Regions from separate parts of the Macaca mulatta genome. Here region 2 is linked to region 1. Evidence: chromatin contacts called from public Hi-C data. All regions are on one chromosome and are shown on one strand. The core of a region is the stretch at or near the end of the contact, and the rest is flanking DNA. Distances in the headings are between cores, read along the strand shown.

The links. A called contact is a pair of places that touch in the nucleus more often than the background predicts.
Region 2: a contact with region 1 is called in a Hi-C map of liver, with 2.0 times the contacts expected there. The contact joins the promoter of HIBADH here to the promoter of TAX1BP1 in region 1. A contact is called at or near these places in 3 of 14 Hi-C or Micro-C datasets (CD4 T cells, fetal cortex germinal zone and liver).

Annotation. Positions count from the first base shown.
Region 1 is chr3:100,602,450-100,605,725 of T2T-MMU8v2.0, forward strand. It overlaps TAX1BP1 (Tax1 binding protein 1), which reads right to left and starts at 1,622. Exons shown (of 17, transcript NM_001266932.1): 1 at 1,584-1,622.
Region 2 is chr3:100,682,652-100,685,927 of T2T-MMU8v2.0, forward strand. HIBADH (3-hydroxyisobutyrate dehydrogenase) reads left to right here and starts at 1,673. Exons shown (of 9, transcript XM_077996983.1): 1 at 1,673-1,835.

The DNA.
Region 1 (3,276 bases), core at 372-2,871:
ACATCGCTGCAGTGAGAACTACAAACAGCGGTCTACAATTTAAGAACTTGATGCGCCAGTCGCAGTGGCTCACGCCTGTAATCCCAGCACTTTGGGAGGCCGAGGCGGGCAGATCAGGAGGTCAGGAGTTCGACCCTAGCCTAACCAACATGGAGAAACCCCGTCTCTACTAAAAATACAAAAATTAGCCGGGCGTGGTGGCGCGCGCCTGTAATCGCAGCTACCCAGGAGGCTGAGGCAGGAGAATCGCTTGAACCTGGGAGGCGGAGGTTGCAGTGAGCCGAGATCGTGCCACTGCACTCCAGCCTGGGAGACAGAGCAAGACTCCGTCTCAAGGAAAAAAAAAAAAAAAGAACGTGATGGCTATAAAACAAAAAATACAGTAAGATGTTCTTTGAAGTTGAACAGCTTGAAAAATAAATAAAACTTTATTAGAAGTCGGCATCATCAAACAATACTTCAAGTTTACCCTTGAAAAGAACAGAACGAAGGAGAAAGGCTGTCCTCAGCTCCTTCTCTAAACCCGAAAAGCACTGAGGACAATCAACCCACTTTTAGTTTCTATTCAAATGATCTCTTTAAATCCTTTTGGAATTAAGCACCAAACTTGTAACTAGTAATTGTTCGTGCACAGCACGTAGAAATTTTAACATCAGCAGAATGCAGACAGTTGAACAATTAAGATTTTCCCATCTAAAGCCTGACATAATAGCAATTCATAACCACTGTGTGAAATCGGAAATCTAACACTGTACGTCTAAAGTCATATGCCAGTGTTGTCCAACAAAACTTTTACCAATAAGGTGTGTACACACACCCACACAAACGCATGCTAAGCTCTATTTTTTACTAATAAGGTGTACACGCGCACACTAAACTCTAGCCACAGATTCTCTAAGCGAGGAATGCAGGTCGGTCGGGACTAGTTCACACCTCGCGAACCTGCGGGGTGTGTTGGGGCGGGGTGGGGAAAGGATTCCAGGTGAAGCAGGAGATCAGCCGGAACAGCCAACTCCGCCCGCGGCCCTCAAAAGTAGGCGGCGCAGGGAGTCTCCGCCCCCTTCGCCACCGGCGACTCAAACCAAAACAGCTGGGTTTCTCTCCGCAGAGGCAAACCCCAGCGTCCTTCTCGGACGCGACCTACGTGTTTTCTCAGCTTACTGCGCCGGTAACACCCACAGGGACCTCAAAACAGTCATCCCAGAGTTGAGCCTTGGACACCAGAAGCTTTTCCTTCGGGGGTCGCCAGCGTCACTCGTCCCCAGCCAAAGGGCACCCGTCCCACACGCCTCCCCCAAATCGCGAAGACCTGTCCCGCGGGCCTCCCTCCGCGTGGGGCGGCCACCCGTTGCTATTCCAAAACTCTACGGCTGATCCGAGTCGCCCACACCCCCGTCACAATCGCAGTCCGGAAGGGAAGGTTTGTTCTCGGGAAGGAAAGCCTCGTCACCACTGAGACCTCTCCCGAGACCGGCCAGGCCCCTACAGTACAGGGGCAGAGGGGTGTAGCACGAGCCCTAAAAGAGATGCAGCTGGGGTCCGACCCGCACAAGGTGCTGGGGTGGACCGGGGAGGCGCCTTACCCAGTGGAAAGACTCCCGGACCAAGGGAGAAAGTTACACAGGCTTCCGATCCTGATCCGCCATCAGCCGCTGAACCTCTTCCGCCACCACCGCCTACCCCCAAAGACCGGCTACACCTACCCTCACAGCCGACAGTAGGCCTTGCGTCACTTCCGCCCACGGGGCGGTCTCTTCCGCCTCCTGGAGGGTTCGCCCCGCCGCTCCGCGACGACACGCCCCCAGCCTACTGCGCCGCGGGACGCGAAGCTGGACCCAGGCGTGCCTCCTCTCGCAGGCCGAATGGTTCTCTCCTTCGTTCGTCTTTGCCATTTTCGCTCAGCAAGTTAATCGCAGAAAAACAATGCGTCTGGATTTACATTCTGATTGTATGTTATTATTTTGACATACGAAATGGGGAAACACACCAGAGATTTAAGTAACTCAACCGCGATGTGGAAAGGGCAGCTCAGAGGTCCATGAACAGTACCGTGTCCCTGCCTGCGTCTCAGTCGGCCTAAACTAACCCACCGATTTTATAGATAAGGAAATAGCCAGAGAAGCAAGGGAGTTACCACACGGCTAGGGCTGCAAACACCTAAACTCCAGGATTGTCTCTCAACTCCTGGCCCAGTCCTGTGCTTTTTTGACTACGAAGTTTTGTTCACTGAAAGCTCCTAGGAGCCTTTCAGTTCTAATGCCGTCTGATTCTATTTGTTCTCGCTCCAGCAGAGAGGCCTCTTTTCTACCCGCATTTTTGTGAGTTACCGGCTTTTGTTAGCCATATCATTTTCCGTGTGTGAATTTTGTCCCGCGTTCTGTTATTTCTAAAATCACTTTTGCCTTTTGTATGTATTGCCTTCCTATATTAGACATTCAGTTTGAATCCTAACTTCACAGAAGCCAGTGTGTCCCATTCGAATTCATCATATTCGTCTGTTGCCATAAAACCCTGATAAAACTTGCAATAGCACCTGAAAGGTACGTAAATTAGATCGCGTTAAATGTTGAAGCACATTCTAAATACAGAACATTCAAAATTATCTTTCATATACTTTCATCTTTACTTCCAGTTATTTCAGAAGACATTAGCTTTGATAATACAGGTTCTCAGTATTTACAGACTGATTTCTTTCCTATGTATTGACATTTTTTAACTTGATCTTGTGCTGGGTAGTATACTTGATCATAGAATTTCAGAAGAACCTTAACAGGTCATTTAGTCCCAGTCTCCTTATTTTATGGATGAAGAAAACGGTGTGAATAATCAACTTAAGTTATCACTCGCGTTACTGGTAGCAGCCTTCTGGTAGTAGAAATAACTGTGTCCCTTAAGAAATGTAAACATAGCAGTGAACTTTATAAGCACAATTTGTCAGAGATGTCACTCCTTGTATGTTTAAATCATATTCCTATTCACATGTAATAAATTTTTAATGACCACTAATTTTCAGTTAATGAAATCAGAAAAACAGTATGCTTAATAAAAACCACAATTGAAAGTCTTTTTGGGGGGGCGTGGGGAACGGAGTTTCACTCTTGTTGCTTAGGCTGGAGTGCCGTGGCGCAATCTCAGCTCACTGCAACCTCGGCTCCCGGGTTCAAGCGATTCTCGGGCCTCAGCCTCCCAAGTAGCTGGGATTACAGGCGCCAGCCACCACGCCCGGCTAATTTTTGTATTTTTAGTAGAGACGGGGTTTTGCTGTGTTAGTCAGGC
Region 2 (3,276 bases), core at 423-2,922, 80 kb after region 1:
AGGAAGAAAAAGAAAGAAACCTGTAGGCCCACATTTATTGGTTGCAGGAGATCTATTCCAGCTAAAACCTGACGAAACCAGGAAGAGAGGCACAGGTGGGGAATGCTCCAGAAACTAATTAACCCCTAGTAGGGGTGGGGACCCAAATCTAGGAGAGGGTCTAATTGGTGAAATGAGTTTTTTCTCCCTCACTCCCTTTCCTTCATTCTTTTCATTTAGTGTTGGGTAGAGGATTGGGGTGGAGAGATGGTCAAAGAAGGGAATTACTTTCCTCCCAGTTACAGATAGGGACCTTGCACTCTGTACAGGTTTTTGGAAACGTTGCCAGCATGCCCAGAAACATGAAAGAGCCCAGATGGAAATGATCCAATTCCTGTGCTTTCAACTCCATGGGTTACTGGGTAGAGTGAAAAAAAAAAGGTCAAAGTCAAATTTGTTGATTGTGCTCCTCAGATTGGGGTTCGCATTTCCCTACCTACTCCATACACATCCTCTTTCCTGCTTTATCGCCATTCTCCAAAGGCTATATAGTTTTGCTTTGGTGCGGTCATGACTTCCAACCCTTTGGTGGAGTTAGTGGAGATGAGAAGGCCTGCAATTAACCTCAAGGGGTTTACAGACTCGAATAGGTACACCAAGAACTGACAGAAGAATGATTGTCTGTCTCTCCGCACGGTGCAGTGGCTCACGCCTGTAATCCCCAGCACTTTGGAAGGCCGAGGCTGGCGGATCACTTGAGGCCAGGAGTTTGAGACCAGCCTGGGCAAAATGGCGACACCCCGCCTCTACTAAAAGTGACAAAAAATTAGCCGGGTGTGGTGGCGCACGCAGGCCTGCAGTCTCACCTCACCTACTCCGGAGGCTGAAGTAAGAGAATCACTTGAACCCGGGAGGCGGAGGTTGCAGTGAGCCGAGATCGCACCACTGCACTCCAGACTGGGTGACAGACTCCGTCTCCAAAGAAGGAAAAAAAAAAAAGGACTGTCTTTCTAATACACATACATATACTACTACTTTCTGGATTTTATATTTAGTTTTGCTTACAAAATGGATTTAGGCTGTAGAATTTTCAAGTATTAGAGAAATACTTGAAATAGAAAGTGCAAGTTTCTAGTAATTCTTCCCTTCAAAGATAATGTTACCAACTTCTTTTCCTACTATTTTTAGAATTTATTGAGAAACTGTTGTGTTAAACAAAATCAAATGAATTTAAAAGTTATTACACACATGGTAGCTTTCTGAGTGTTTTTCAAGCTGCGAGTCAGTTTTGTCCTTTTAAACACGCAATACAGCTCTCCGCAGGACGGTTCTGGGGACAGGTTTTCCAAAGAGGCGGGAGCCAGAGACGGCCACCTGCTCCCACACGCCCTCTGCTTTGGTAAACAAGCAGACTCCCGCCCGCAGGCTGTAAATGAGGCACGAGCTTGGGGGCAGAGCCAGGGCGCCTGACGCCACTGTTCAAAAAGACCTCTTATTGGTCCTTCGCGCAGCGGCGGATCTGGGAGTTCTGATTGGTCTGTTTCCCTGTCCGTAAGGGGATTGACAGGCTCTGCCGCGTCAGGCCGCTCCTCTCGGCTCCGCGCTCCTTCTGTCGCGCGTGGGCACCCGCCCCCGAGCGGTGAGAGCGCGTGCGCGCGCGGCTTTTTCCGTGGCCGAGCCAGCTAGTCCCGCTGCACACGCTCGCCGTCTGTGGGCCCTCCAGGAGGCGGCGGCGGTCACCGCGGGGAGGAGGGGCGGGGGCAGCATGGCAGCCTCCTTACGGCTCCTCGGAGCTGCCTCCGGTCTCCGGTACTGGAGCCGGCGGCTGCGGCCGGCAGCCGGCAGCTTTGCAGCGGGTAAGGACCTCACGCCTCCTCCCCCTTGTCCTTCTTTCGGCCGCTCGCTTCTTCTGTCCAGACGGCCGAAGAAGTCTTTTCTCGGGAGGTGCTGCGCTTGGGCTGGGGCTTAAAAACCAATATTTTGGCTGGTCCTAAAGGCCTGTCCTCTTCTCCGGCCGCCACTCCGCGAGTACCCCCCTCTGCCTTACCTCCCTTTCTCCCCGGCTCCTGATGAACGGGTTCAGCGCCCTTTTCGGTATTTAGGAAGAGGTGGGGAAGAGCTTGCGCTGAAGGGAAGAGTATTTGGGACCGCGGCATGCTGCTTTGGAGTTAGGACTCCGAGGACTTTTGGAGGGCCCAACTCCAGGGGCAACCCCGCACTCACCCCAGCGCCCCCTGGCCTTTCAGCGCCCCCAGGGTGCACCTTGGATTGGGGACACAGTTGGGCAGCAGGGCCTGATGTTTAACCACTTGAGTACGAGGGAATGGCCTTATTACACAAGCGGTGTCTGTACAAGCCAGGCAGTAAATCTTCCAGCAAAGTTTGAGTCAGCCTTGACCAGCAAGACGGGCTTCCCCCCTCTACTGTAACTGTGCCATCTAAAAAATGTCATTTCTGTCAAATTATGAACCAAAGCATGTTCAGCGTCCTCAAGATTGTGGGCGGAATTTATCCTGCCTCCCTCCTCTTATACTATTGTAAATTGTGGAAGCTAGCCATGAATTTATGAAGAGACAGTTGTTAGAGCCAGGATGAAGATCCACAGTCTTTCATATTCCGCACGAGGGACATGAGGCCCCTTGGATAAGTGAATCAGGATATTCCCAGCAAGATCTAGGAAGTAGTTCTCAGTTCTACCTAATTCCTTCACTTTCTATCACACCAAGACTCCTCTTTAATTGAAAAATTGGTTGATTTGTGGGGACACTGCCGTTTTCTTGTGAAAGTTTGAGAGTTGTAACAGTGCACCTTGTAGCAAGATGATACTGAGGATTAACCACAAAAATATCTTGGCATTAATTTTTTCTAATGTTTGGTTAAAAAAGTGTGGTAGGTTAGGATTTGAGCCTCCCCCATCCTGCCCCCCCCCTTTTTTTTTTTTTTTTGAGACAGGGTCTCTGTCGCCCAGACTGGAGTGCGGTGGCCCAATCACACTGTTCACTGCAGCCTCGACCTCCTGGGCTTAGGTGATCCTCCCACCACCTCAGCCTCCCGAGTAGCTGGGATTACAGGCATGCGCCACCATGCCCGTCCAGTTTTTGTATTTTCACTAGGGACAGGGTTTTGCCATGTTGCCCAGGCTGGTCTTGAACCCCTGGGCTCAAGTGATCCTCCCAGAGTGCTGGGAATATAGGCATGAGCCACCGTGCCTGGCCTGGAATTGTAAGAACTTTCTCTTAAAATTCTTAACAGCTTGCCATTCTCCCCCTCAGTGAAACTTCTGAATTTCGTTTCTGG